3 separate regions of the Mus musculus genome follow, and regions 1 and 2 are each linked to region 3. Evidence: chromatin contacts called from public HiChIP or PLAC-seq data. All regions are on one chromosome and are shown on one strand. Each heading gives the region's core, a stretch centred on a gene start, on an enhancer-like site or on the middle of the called end of the contact. The rest is flanking DNA. Distances are from core to core; before and after follow the strand shown.

Region 1 (4,425 bases), core at 1,133-3,632, 270 kb before region 3:
CAGTAGAAGTCAGTAGATGTCACTGTCACAGAGCACTGACAGAGCAAGGTAAGGTGTGAGCGTTATTGCAGCTCACACTTCCAGAAGTCTTAGTCTACTATGGTAGGGAAGGCAAACTGGAATTCCAGGCAGCTGGAGCTTGTGGCCAGGGCCCTTCACATCTCCGAAGCAGACAGGCAGCAGAGAACTGCTAGAACCCAGAAACAGATTTAACATCAAGGCCCCATCCCTTGTGACCCACTGCTTCTGGCTAAGCCACAGTCCCATAGAATTCTAAACTCTTTCCAAACAGTGCCAGTAGCTGGGAATCAAGTGTTCAAATACATAATCGTGTGTGGATAGGGCTTTGATAGTCAAATCATAATAGTAGGGCTGACAAGATGGCTTGCTGTGTAAGAATGCTTTCTGCCAAGACTTTATGAGCCAAGTTCAAACTCCAGAACCCACAAGATGGAAGCTGACTTCTGCAAGTTGTCCTTTACCTTGCACACACATGCACCATAGCATGCCCCCACCTCACAAGTAAATGTTCTCTTTTAAAGCAAATCACTTTACTGTCTACCTTCTCCAAGTTATAAATAGCTTTATAACACCTGAGAACTCATCACATCCCCCTCTTTAAAGGGGGAATTGGAATGTGTGTGTGAAGGAGGAGGGGAGGCTGATGAGATGGCTCAGCCCTTAAGAGCACTGACTGAACTTGCAGAAGACCCAGGTCTGACCCCCCAGCACCCATGTGGTGGCTCACAAGCACCTGTAAGTTCAGTTTTAGGGACTCCAGTGCCCTCTTCTGATCTCCTTGGGCACCAGGCATGCAGGTGCAAAGATATACATGGAGGCAAAATATCCATACATATGAAAGTAACAACACAGAAAGAGGAGTGGGAGCCAGGCAAGGTGTTTCTGTGGACTTGCCATGAACACCTGGTAACCAAGTTCCATCTCTATAGCCCACATAAAGGTGGAAGAGGGGAAGCCATACCTCAGAGTTGTCCTCTGATCTCCACACACAGGCCATGGCACTTGTACACACACACACACACACACACACACACACACACACACACACACACACACACACACACAGAGAGAGAGAGAGAGAGAGAGAGAGAGAGAGAGAAAATAATAGTAATACTTATTATAATTTCTTTTTAAGAAAAATGAAATAATGTCTTTTACTAATAAACGGATTGTACTAGCTCTTTAGTTTATTAGTGGACACACTCACCTGTGTGCATGTGTGTTTGGGTGTTTATGTGCACGATGGTTTATATGACGAGCACAGTACATTACCATGATATATGTGTGAGTGTAAGGAGTGGTCCACAGGATGCATATAGAGGTTAGTGGACAACCTCCACTTTATCCATTGAGCCATCTCTTGAGCCCAGTCCTGTAACTTTGAACATACATGTAGGTTCTTGCACTCACTAGTTCAATCAGGACATGAAATGGTTAGCTGCACGATCCTGGAAATTCCTCTGTAATCAAGCACTTACCCCTTGATAGCTAGTAGCTCGTATCCACCCTCTGCCATTCTAGTGATGACTTTTCCAGAATGCCATGTAAGTGAGGTCATGCAGCATGTGGGCCACTGCAAACTGGCATCTGACCTCGATGCCATTGAGATCCACCTCAGGCGTGAGGATCTCCAGCTGGGCTGCATGGCTGGTGGCTCCTTCAGTCATGGAAGGATAGTTGGGGGCATGTATGGGAAAGTTGATGTGCACATCTGCAGGCAGATTTTGGTAGATCCCACATTTTTTTCCCACGGGTAAGACCTGGCTAGGTCATGTGAAAGTGGGGTGTGTCACTTTATAAGAAACTTCCAGGCTGTTCAGAGTGGTTGTGCTGTGTTTACATTTCTACCCACAATGCATGAAAGTTTCAGCTGTTTTATCTTCTCATCAACACTTATATGGTCTGTGGCTTTTTTTTTTTTTTAGTTAACAAATTCTGCTCTTTGACAATTTCGTGTGTGTGTGTGTGTGTGTGTGTGTGTGTGTGTGTGTGTGCGTGTAGTATTCTAGCTACTCTGGCATTTTTATGATTTTAAATTCACATTTCTTCGTTCATTCGTTTGTGCATTGGAAAGTGCACGGATCATGGCACCTGTTTGGTAGTGAGAGGACAATTGAGGGGCGTTAGCTCTCTCCTTTTAGCATGTGGTTCCAAGGGATCAAACTCAGGTCATGAGGTTTGGCAGCAAGAGCCTTTACCTGCTGAGACATCTCAGTGGCCCACACTGATGTATTTTGCTTTAGCCACTGTGACAGGTATGTGGTAAGTCCTCATGGCGCTGATGTTCTTTTCCCTAATGGCTCATGATGCTGAACATCTTTTCCTGTTGATTTGCCACCTGGCATCCTTCTTGACGAAGACTCTAAGTCTTTTGATCATTCTAGATTTGGCTGTTAGGTTTACTTTTGATCATTTTTAAGTGTGTGTGTGTGTGCACGTGAGTGAAGACACCCCTGGAGGTGCTTGAGGAGTTTTGTACCTCTGGAACAGTCACGTGATATCCAATCAAAAATGAAAGGGCTGGCTAATCTTTGTTGTCAAATTGACACACCCACGAAGAGAGGACCTCAACTGAAGAATAGTCTCTTTCAGCTAGCCCCATGGACATGCTCTTGATATCCAGTTATGATCTCCCAGATATGGGGAGAGTTACCAGCTCGCTCTGGGTAGTACCATCCTAGGTGAGCCTGAACTGTATATGAAAGTGATCTGCCAAGGAGCCATAGCTTCCTCTGTGGTTTTTGCCTCCGCTCCTGCTTGAGTTCCTGCTCCGACTTCCCCCAATGATGGGTTAGTGAGCTTGAAGTGGAAAAGTGTAAAAATAAGGTTCGTCTTTGAGTTATTTTTGGTCAGAGTGTTTGATTACAGTGGCCAAAGCAAAACTAAGAGAGAGGCCTTTGCTTCAGCTAAGGAAAGCTGGTGAAAATGTAGCCTTAGAAAACTGAGCACCTGCATCCAGAAAGATCCTTTCTCAGCAACCACCAATTGAGTCCGGACAGGAACTGGGAGAAGAAACCAGGAAACAAAGAAGAGCATGGAGAGAGAAGGCAAATCAAAGCATTGCGAGGAGAAGCTGATACCCCTTCGAGTTTGGGCTCCTCAAAGGAAAGAAGAAAGAAATGAAGGGCGTGGCTTATCATCCAGCTGGGAAAGGATGACAAGGAAACTTTGCACACGGTGGTGCCTTACATTAACCCTATGTCTGGGTCACCTAGTTAAATAGCCCAGAAATCCTAAGAAGTGGGGTCCCTTCTACAGAAACAGAACTCAAGACTTTAGGAGCTTGCCTGAGTCTTCCAATGAAGGACAAGACCTGGATTCCAGTGGTAAGATGTCTCTACCCATGATCTTTCTTCTGCAGTTGAGAGTACCCGCCAACACTCAGATCACACAATAGTGGAGCTGTTCGCTTAGGAGTGACTCCACTATCCATTTAAAGTGCCATAGTCCTGTTGACTTCCAGGATTCAGAAATAACCCGGATATTTGGGTCCATGAGTCCTCTTTCATACCTGTATCCCTTGAGGAAGGACCCTGGTGTATTCCAAAAAGCTATACTAGTCTATTGCTTGCTTCTCTAGAGAACCTTGACGAATACCAACACCATTTCATAGAAAGTGAAACTGATATCCAAGGTTCTTCTTTGAAAAGTTATGATTTGGCCCCAGGTGATGTGATTCCAAGTTATCCTGCCTAAATCACTAGATTCCTGCCTCCTGAGTCCTTATACTGCCTATATAGTAATGTAATTCCTAAGAGGACAGTGTGGGTGGAGGAGCTGAGGAGCTTGGACCCTGGGCCAAGCTACTAGTGTCTTCCTCCCGAACTACTAGGGCCACATCATGGGAGATAGATGAGAATTCTTGGGGGTGGGGTTACTCCACTCAGGATGCCTCTACGACTGGCAGACAGGACTTATCTGAATTTGGGTGGGGGAAGTGGATGTCTTCAGACTTATAACATCATCCCATACCATGGTTTTCAGGATTCCATTCCTTCCCCATTTTGGTCCTTATTTTAAAAGTAAACACTTTGGGGTGTGTGTTGGGGGCAGATGTTGAGCATTCTGCACTTTTGCGGGGATGAGCATTGAGCATACACTGCAATTTGGCCAGTCCAGGGAGAAAGGCCTTGATTGTATTTTCTGCAGTCTCAGCCCTATGGCTATAAGAGATAAGGGTCTCTGCCCCAATACACAGAGACACTTTTGGAGCATTTGGGCAGCTCTTGAACTGGGAATTTGGATTCATGAGCTCATGCCTCCTTCTCACACTGTTCAACAGTAGGAGAAAACAATTTGTTTCATTATATTTATTAGTTTGAAAAATTGTTCAAAATAATAGCACAGACACAATACCTCATTGGGACTATCCAACAGTGATGTTTTGGTAAACTCTACTGCCAG
Region 2 (4,578 bases), core at 470-2,969, 330 kb before region 3:
ATCTCATTACAGATGGTTGTGAGCCACCATGTGGTTGATGGGATTTGAACTCAGGACCTTTAGAAGAGCAGTCAGTGCTCTTAACCGCTGAGTCATCTCTCCAGCCTGCCTGTTACTTTTCTAATGAGAGAGAAAGGGGGTGGATCTGGATGGGAGGGGGACGTGTGGGGAGAAACTCGGAGGAGAACTGCAATCAGGATATATTGTGTGAGGAAAAAAAATCTATTTTTAATAAAAGGGAAAATTAAAAAGTAGGTCTACCCACTTCAAATGATTTAATTAAGGAAAAAAAAATCCCTCACAGGTGTGCCCAGCCACTTGGGTTTTAGTTAATTCTAGATGTAGTCAGGCTGACAGCCAAGAATAGTCAAAGTATTCAACACAGGCCTGGTGACCTGAGTTTGCTCTCTGGAAGGAGAGAACAGACGCCACAAACTTGTCCTTTGACATCCACACTCATGCTGTGGCACACATGTACCTCCCACCCCTCTCATGAGCACTGATACCCACAATAATACTAAAAGGAATAGCAGACTATAAGGCCGACAGGACCAGAAGAAGACATCCAGTACTGACCTCTAGCTTCCACATACAGATACATATGTTGTGGAATTTCAGACCACGAAGGAAAGACCCCCCCCCCCAGACTCAATTCAGACTGTAATTAGCCAAATTTGTTAGAACTGCTAGCAGGGCTACAGCTCTATCAGATATGTTCCACCAAGAGGTGGGTGAAGAAAGGAATTTTAAAGGCCAAACTCACAAGAAGTCCTTGAATATCTGCCTTAGCAAGCTACACAAACTAAAAAGGAAACCAACCCAACCCAACCAACCAAACAGCAGTTAGTCATCATCACAGAGCAGATGACGACAGATGCACATTTCAGGGGTGGGTGGGCTCAGGGTTGCTGGGAACTTAATCTCTCAGGGACCCAAATCACAGATAAATGGTTATTTGGTACCAAGATGGATGCCTAGCACAAATGGAGTTCCCATGAGCTCTCTCTCTCTCTCTCTCTCTCTCTCTCTCACACACACACACACAGCACGTATGTGTGGCCCAACCCTGGTTGTATTTTCAGCACCACAAAGCAAAACAGTATGTAGATATGATCAATATGTTTGGGAAAATCTGAGGGACATAGGCTAACAGGACTTTGGCATAGTGTGGAGGAAATGTGTGTTTCACTGTGACCCCTTCTGCCTTCTTTGCACTGGAAAAAAAATACTGTATCTTTAGTCCAGCATGTGCACACCTGTAATGCCAGCAATTGGATGACTGAGTCAAGAGAATTACTGAAAGGCTAGCCTGGTCTACATAGTGAATACCTGACCAGTCAAAGCTATATAGGGAGACCATGCCAAAACCAAGAAAACAAAATGCAAATTCCCGTATGATGGAAGTAATTGAAAAGAAGCTTGTTTATCATCTTAAGTCTATTCTGCCTACGGTCATGAAGGCCCCAGCTTACAGCCTCTGCCTTTTGCCATGTGCTATGAAATTGGCACCGCAAAAGCTGGGGGCCCTGGGTGGCCTCAGAATGGCTCCTGCACCTGCGCTTCTGTAGCTTCTCCTTTCTCATTCTTGGAAGTGGAGGGTCGGGGCAGATGGGCTTTAATCTTCTCCCGGCCACCTGCAACTCCACTTCCTGCATAGAAACAGGCAGTCTTCTTGACAAGCGACTGCTCACTCCAGCAGGTGTGTTCAGATACAGTGGGTGAGCAGAGTGTAAAAGGTAGAGTGCTTTTCCTTGTCCCCTCTGCCCCCAAATCTGTGTCCAACTCTAAACTCTTAGTATATAGAAAAGTGACTTTATCTGAAGATAGGATCTTTATGGAAATCATCAAGCTAACATACGACTACTAGGGGCCAATATAGCCGGGGTCCTTGTGTTGAGGTTTGCTCTTTTGCTGTGTATTGTAATGCTAAATACTGGCCTATAAGATTTAGTTGCCTCAGGGATGAGGGAATTTTTATGTACACCAAGTAATGCTATGTAACCTTGTTTCTAAATTTAAAACTATTGGTTGAATAAAGATATCTACAGCCTATAGCTGGGCAGAAGAGAGGTAGGTAGAATTCCAGTTCCCAGGCTTGGGGTTTGAGGCAGGACCACAAAGGTGAAGAGGGAGAAGGCGGAGAGAGGAGAAGATGCAATGGGGTAAGGGATCATGAGAACTGGCTATGAGGGCAGCCCAGGAAGAATATGTGCCGTAATAGTGCCATTCCTTGGGCCAAGCATATTCAAACCACCACAACATGGCAAGTCATATCATGGGGTTATTGGCAGGGAAGTAGACATAATATCATAGAGAGTAGATATCTGCTCAGCTCTGGTGCTGATTAAGGATTATTATAAATATAAAAGTTTTTGCCCCAGACACTATTGCATATGCCAGCAAGATTTTGCTAAAGGGACCCTGGTATAGCTGTCTCATATGAGGCTATGCCAGTGCCTGGCAAATACAGAAGTGGATGCTCACAGTCAGCTATTGGATGGATCACAGGGCCCCCAATGGAGAAGCTAGAGAAAGTATCCAAGGAGCTGAAGGGATCTGCAATCCTATAGGAGGAACAACAATATAAACTAACCAGTATTCCCCAGAGCTCGTGTCTCTAGCTGCATATGTAGCAGAAGATGGCCTAGTCATCATTGGGAAGAGAGGCCCCTTGGTATTGCAAACTTTATATGCACAGGGAAATTGCCAGGGCCAAGAAGTGGGAGTGGGTGGGTACGGGAGCAAGGCAGGGGGAGGGTATAGGGAACTTTCAGGATAGCATTTGAAATGTATATAAAGAAAATATCTAATAATCATTTTTTAAAAGTTTTTGTCTTTTATCTGGGAACTGAATGATCAAAGGCGGGGTAGAACCCCCCCCCCCATTAATGTTAAATATTTACAACATTCTTGTATTTGTCTACATAGACAGACTTGTGTGAGAGATAGAGCATGAAGATGAGAGAAAGGAGATGTATCTACAAGCCTGTGGATGCTAGAGATGGTCAGAAAAATGAGGAGAAGCTGGTAGAAGGTGGGGAAACGAGTCTTCTTCCTCAAAAGGAACCTGCTCTGTTGCACCTTCAAGACTAGGAGGCCCAGACAGTAGGTGGTGAAAAAATCAGTCAGTAAGCCATCATTTTTTCCCAGTTTCTGCCACCACGGATTATTTGAGCCTTAAGCTTCGTATAAGTGAGATAGCATCTCAGGTACTTCTGTGCTTGTATTTTTTCCTCCATATTAACATATGTGGAAGTTCCATACTATTGTATTTAAAGGCAGTCTGCCCTTTCTGTGTATGTGTGTATATATGTGTGTGTTCACGTCCTTATGCATGTGCTTGTAGAGGCCAGAGGTTGACATTGGGTGTCTTCTTCAATTATTCTCCACCTTATTTGGGAACAAGGTCTCTCATGGAATCTGGGCCTCATCAATTGGGCTAGATTTGCTGGGTAGTGAGTCTGAGGTATCCTCCTCCTCCTCAGGCCTAGGCTTGCACTGCTGTGTGCCTTCCTTCCATGGGTGGTGGGATTAGAACTCATATCATCATGCTTAGTGGAAAACACCTTACCCACTTAGTCATCTCAAGTCAGTCTGTCTTTTTTGTGTGTGTGTCTGTGTGTAGCATAACGACAGCACAACTCATTTACCTATTCTATTCTTATGATTGTGGGATGCTCATATCAAAGTTGGATTAATGTGCATAGGACTGTGCTTGTTTTTGAGACCAAGTCTCACTCTATACCCTTGGCTGGCCTTTAACTTGTAGTAACCCTCCTGAGTGCTGGGTTTACAGCTGTGGACTAATATGCTTTGCTGTGAGTAGTGCCATAAAGGAGAACACTTCTCCTGTTTGGGGAGGAACACACATGTGCTCACTATGGGTATTTTTATCTAAGAGTGGGATTCCTTGAGCAGGTCACAGAGCTAGCCTCTGCTCTGGCTCCGTTGTTACTGCATCAGCCATACATCCATCAGTGGCCTGTACAGTTCCACTTACTCCACAAATTGATTAGAACTTAGTGTCCTCATTTGCACCTTACTGCACCTCAGGAGGGGCAGTGCTACCCACAATGCACTAGCTGGATGCTCAGTTGCTGAGCAACCTTTCCTATGCGTTCAGACATCTTTGGATTGCATTCATTTCCTTCATCCCTTCTCTTGCTTTTTTTCCCTTAAAGACCTTGCTATTCTTCTTCTTTAAAAGCCAGTGGTCCAAACACCCAGGCAGAGAGGCCTCCATGGAGGCCAGCATCCCCCTTGCCTGTGCTCTCTTATCATCTGGAAGGGCCGTGAATGTCACCAGCAGAACACAGATGGGCTCCAGCAGGGTGGCTGCAGGTGTGTAAGGAATGCAGTTTCTGTGCAGTGGCCTTGCCCAGTGTGCCTGCCTTGCAGAATTCTTTTCCATTACATAAGACTGCATAAAATGCAAACTAACAAAAGCATTGAGAGTAAGTAATGGGGGAAATCCATCACTCCCTTGTCACTGGAAGACGCCTGTATCTGATGGCTGCCGGCAGACTAATCCAGGTAGAAAAGGCAAGATCTGCAAGCTATACGCAGCTTCCTGGCCCC
Region 3 (4,258 bases), core at 560-3,059:
TGGCAGCCTCGGCTCTTCCCCTTTGTGATTTAACCGAGGTTCAGAAAGCTTGTTTACCTCGGCAGCCTTGGGCGACTCGGTCTGCGGAAAAAGCCCCTAGGCCAGCGCCGACCAGTAGGGGGGGATTGTCTTATAGATTATTTTTCCTCCTGGTTTTTGTTTTGTTTTGTGTTTTTTAAACCAGAAGGCGAGGTTGGAGAGGGGGCGGGGTGGCGTGTTGCTGCTGTTTTCGAGAGCACTGTATTTGAAAGAGAAACAAAAGCCGTTTGGGAGGTAGCAAGGCTGTTTTTACATATAAAAAAAGTGCAATGAATACCTAGGGCCCCCAGCAGTGATAAACTAAACGCTCGGCGGATTTCGACTATTAGCAGTTAATCTGTTATCTGCGGTCACCAAACAAGTTCTAGGGCTCGGAGGATGCCGAATTCCTGTTCCAATTGAGCCGGGATCTGTTGGGCACATCCAATGCCCATAGTTTCTTCCAGTGCAAATCCAGTTTTGGAGAACTGGGTTTCCCAGATGGGGCACTGATTTGAGGTCTCATTAGACTCTCTTAGGCAGTCAAAGATCTGCTTGCATCGCCGCTCGAACTCACGTCCTGCCTGTGATTCAGAAGTGTGTTTAAAATGGTTACACACACACACACCCTTAGTTTCTCAGGCCTGTCAATTTTGCACGTAGTAGGCCTCCAAAAATATTAGCAATGTACGATAGAAACTAAAGTGAATCTCTGGGCCTGGAAGACAGACTGATACACAGCCTCGTCCTGGGAAGACTATTGGGGTGCCCAGATCTTCCCTTGGGCCGCTGCAGCCTGCGTTCATCTTCGGCCTCCGCGGGCCAGGGCGGGCGGGGTAGGCCAGAAGGCACTAAGCGCCTGGAGCCTGCACGATGATAAATATTGCGCAGACAGCCCATAAATAATTTGCATTATGTTCAGCTGACAACGCAGGGCGATTAATTTTAATAGCTACATATTTGCCTGGGCTGCTGCTTTCGTAGGCCCGGTAATGAAAGGCGAGAGGCCGCCCTGGCTCCGTGCTCATGGTCCCGGAAGGCAGCCGGGAGGAATGGGAAGAAGGCCCGATGCGGTTTCTCCTCCAGGCAGTCCCCAGGGATCCCGGGTTCCTGCCCCTCTCCCCCCCCCCCCACCCCGGCCCTCTCCTCAGTGTAGAAGTGGGGTGCGTGTGAAGCCCAAGTAACCCCGAGGCCTCAAGCAACAGGAGCCACCATAATGACGCTGCAATTTGTCTGGGTTGGGATAGCCACTTGTGGAAGGGAGATCCTGCGGGGGGCGGGGGGACATGCTCTCCACCCAGACCAAACCCCGAGTGAATTCAGGGGTGTAGGGGGTCACAGTCCGCTTTGGTCCTGGGGAAGTGCTGGTATTTTCCAATGCGCCTGCCTATTTGCCAGTAGATCTTTAGCTTGGCGAGGGCTTTGCCGACCTCAGGGCAGGAGCAAGGGGCAAAACAAAGCCGTGGGGTCCGCGTATCCTGACCTCTTTTTGGGTTCAGAGTCCTCTCTGCCCATCCCGCACCCGGAGGGAACCCCCACCCCCATATTACTGGCCGCAAAGGCCCATGGAAAGGATGGAAAGAAAGGGTCCCGAGCAGCTCTTTAAAAGAGGGGGCGGGGAGGAGAACGCGGTGAGCCAGGCCACAACAGGGCAGCCGCCGCAGTCCCGCGGTGGCCCGGTGCGTGCGTGTGCGTGTCGATGTGTGCGTGTCGATGACAAAGCCCCGCTGCCGTCAGCAAGCTCCCGGCTGCTCGAGCGTGGGTGGGGGAGGGGAAGAGAAAGTAGTAGGGGGTGGAACCCTCGCTCACGTAGGTAGCTGAAGCTTCTCTGGAGAAAGAGTTCATTCATGAGCCACAGGAGTCTCCCCGGCCCGGCCAGGTGGAGCTGGCTAAAGCTAGCACCTGTTTTATTTATTTGCCTTTTTGGAAACAAGCAAGTGCATCGATCATTACCATATTTTAATTGCCTTTCTCAAAGGTCATCTCTAATTATGGGTTACGAGAAGGGCTGGCTAAGGGGTCTGCAACCCCTGTGTGTGTGTGTGTGTGTGTGTGTGTGTGTGTGTCCTCTGAGACAATGCTCCTAGCTCAGATCGAAATGCCATTCCGAGGGTGTCCGCGAGCGCCTGCAAGACTGTCACGACGTGCTGGATCCACGCAGACCCTGCTGCGTGCACAATAAAAGCCGAGCAGGCGGCAGAGGGCCGTGCAGACCCACGGGTTTTCTTTTTAGAAACGGTGGTGCGAAGAGACTTGACAATAATAACACGCAGCAGGATTAAACCAGGGCGGGAAGAAGAAAATGCATTTTCGTTTCTAGGACTGAGAGGGTGTTTAACCCATCCGATCCCCCAAGAGCTTTTTTTATGCACACACAGAGACAGGTGCGGGACACACGGTGGCTTGGGACAACCTATTTTTCATATTAATCTCGTCCCTTCTTTAAGAATGGTTGTTCATTACAGTGTGAGCGAACGTTTGTAATGTTTATTCTTTTGTTTTATGGAAAATTATACCAGACTAGCTGAAAAGAAAAAAAACCGGTTGAGGTGAGGTTTTTTTTTTTTTTTTTCTTTTCAAAAGTGCGTTTTTAGGATGCTTCCTCCTCGCCCCCTTCATTTTAAATCATTTTCAGAAACTCTTGAGGCAAAAGGCTGTACTCAGAGGGAGCAGGGCAGAGGGGGTCTCAGGTTCTTGGGACAGGATTGAAGCGGGTAGAAATCAGGAAAGAGCTGTTGGGTAGAGGTGGGCACCCGCCACCCCAGCTTGGCTTTCTCAGAAGAGCCTGGCATTTGTGAGTCACCAGCCTGTTTCTGGGAATGCCGCTTGCTAGAGCCAGGGCCTGGGTCAGGCGTCTTGGAGAGTCGGAGGGTCTTGACTGCCTCTGCTTCCTGCCTGCCCCCACACCTGGCCTCCTGGCCTCACCAGCAGCCAGCTCTGCTGGGAGGAGGAAGGCAGAGCCAGATGACTGGTCCAAAGCCCCAGAGACCGCCTGGCTTTCTCCTCCCCTGTAATCATAACCAGATGCACTTAAACGCCTTTCATCAGAGGAAGCCCAAAGCCCTTTAACAGGCAGCAATGAAAACCTTGCAAGGGCCTCTCAGCATGTGTGCCGGGGGGCCCCTGAGCCCATTTCTCAACCAAGTCAGCCTGAGGTTGCCAGAGTCTAAGCTTTCTTCTCCTGTACCTCGGACCTCGGAGGCCTAATAAGTTACCCAATCAGGTCAGTTGGGGGGGGGGGTGAGGAGGCCAGGGCTGCTGTTAGGTGTGTGGGTACAGACCCCATAGAAAGAGAGGCATACAGGGCAGCCAGCAGCTAGCACTGAGGCTGTGAGTGGCCATGTAAGGTGAGGTGTTCAGGACATTTCCAGAGGTACTCGAACTATCTCTCTATGCCACTGCTCCCTGCTAAGCTCTACAGAGTTTAATACTTGCAAGAGCAGCAACTATTTTATTTGTCTGTAGACCTGGCACAAAGTAAGCCATTCAAATGTTTGGGCGATCACAGCTGTGGTGGGAAAGCAAGATATATTTAGGTTTGACATAAGAGCTCTGCCCCAAACAGTGTTTAATCTCCCGGGACCTCGGTTTCCTCATCTGTAAAATGGGCATGAGAATGTCTATGTTCACAAGGTTAGGAAAATATCAGATGAAGAAATTGCACAGGAAGTTCTAGGAAGGTCATAATAAACTCTCAGTATCTACCCTGGCTTTGTCCTGTAAGGATAGTGAGGACTGGGTGTCTGGAATGCAGCCCTGGGGAAGGGGCAGGGATTGTAGCCCTTGGCTGAGTCTGAGTCTTGCTGGCTTGGAGTTTGAATTAGAAGAAAGGATTGCATATAGGACTGGTGGTTTAGTAATGGGTGCTTTGGGGCCCACTTATTGGTTTGGGGGTGTGCTTTAGCTAGGACCACCAGAAAAGGAGGAAAGAGAGGGGAAAGGAGGAAGAATTGTTTCCAAATGTGCATCCATCAAGTATGGTGGCTTATGGTGTAATCCCCACACTACATGAGCTAACCTGGGTTATATAGTGAGCGCCAGGTACAGTGTGAGACTATCTCAAAGCTCCTGAAAGTGTACATTAGAGGCACAGGCAGGCTGTCCCAAAGCTGTGAACAATTGGAGGGAGCCTTTCCAGCCTTTGGTCTTAGTTTCTACACAGGGGACTAAGACTCCTGCCCTGAGGCCAGGCTGCCAGAGAAGAATGGCCAGCAGTTGTGGTCTAAGAGATGTCCCTTCA

The links. HiChIP or PLAC-seq counts read pairs in DNA pulled down with a chosen protein or histone mark.
Region 1: an H3K27ac HiChIP or PLAC-seq map of DN3 thymocytes shows a contact between it and region 3, with 4 times the contacts expected there. The contact joins two enhancer-like sites. A contact is called at or near these places in 3 of 484 Hi-C or Micro-C datasets (cerebral cortex and cortical neurons) and 1 of 115 datasets of contacts at active chromatin or transcription factors (DN3 thymocytes).
Region 2: a contact with region 3 is called in an H3K27ac HiChIP or PLAC-seq map of DN3 thymocytes, with 5 times the contacts expected there. The contact joins two enhancer-like sites. A contact is called at or near these places in 2 of 115 datasets of contacts at active chromatin or transcription factors (DN3 thymocytes and embryonic stem cells).

The regions. Positions count from the first base shown.
Region 1 is chrX:12,421,153-12,425,577 of GRCm38.p6, reverse strand. No RefSeq gene overlaps it. Among named protein-coding and RNA genes, the nearest start is that of Gm14635, 68 kb to the right of the region's middle. Within about 2 kb of position 2,382, at least 3 of the 459 cell types and tissues checked have an H3K27ac peak or open chromatin away from gene starts, as enhancers often do. A contact at or near this core is called in DN3 thymocytes, where this site is marked.
Region 2 is chrX:12,476,437-12,481,014 of GRCm38.p6, reverse strand. No RefSeq gene overlaps it. Among named protein-coding and RNA genes, the nearest start is that of Atp6ap2, 110 kb to the left of the region's middle. Within about 2 kb of position 1,719, at least 14 of the 459 cell types and tissues checked have an H3K27ac peak or open chromatin away from gene starts, as enhancers often do. A contact at or near this core is called in DN3 thymocytes, where this site is marked.
Region 3 is chrX:12,149,377-12,153,634 of GRCm38.p6, reverse strand. It overlaps a transcript of Bcor not described here. Among named protein-coding and RNA genes, the nearest start is that of Gm46687, 59 kb to the right of the region's middle. Within about 2 kb of position 1,809, at least 84 of the 459 cell types and tissues checked have an H3K27ac peak or open chromatin away from gene starts, as enhancers often do. A contact at or near this core is called in DN3 thymocytes, where this site is marked.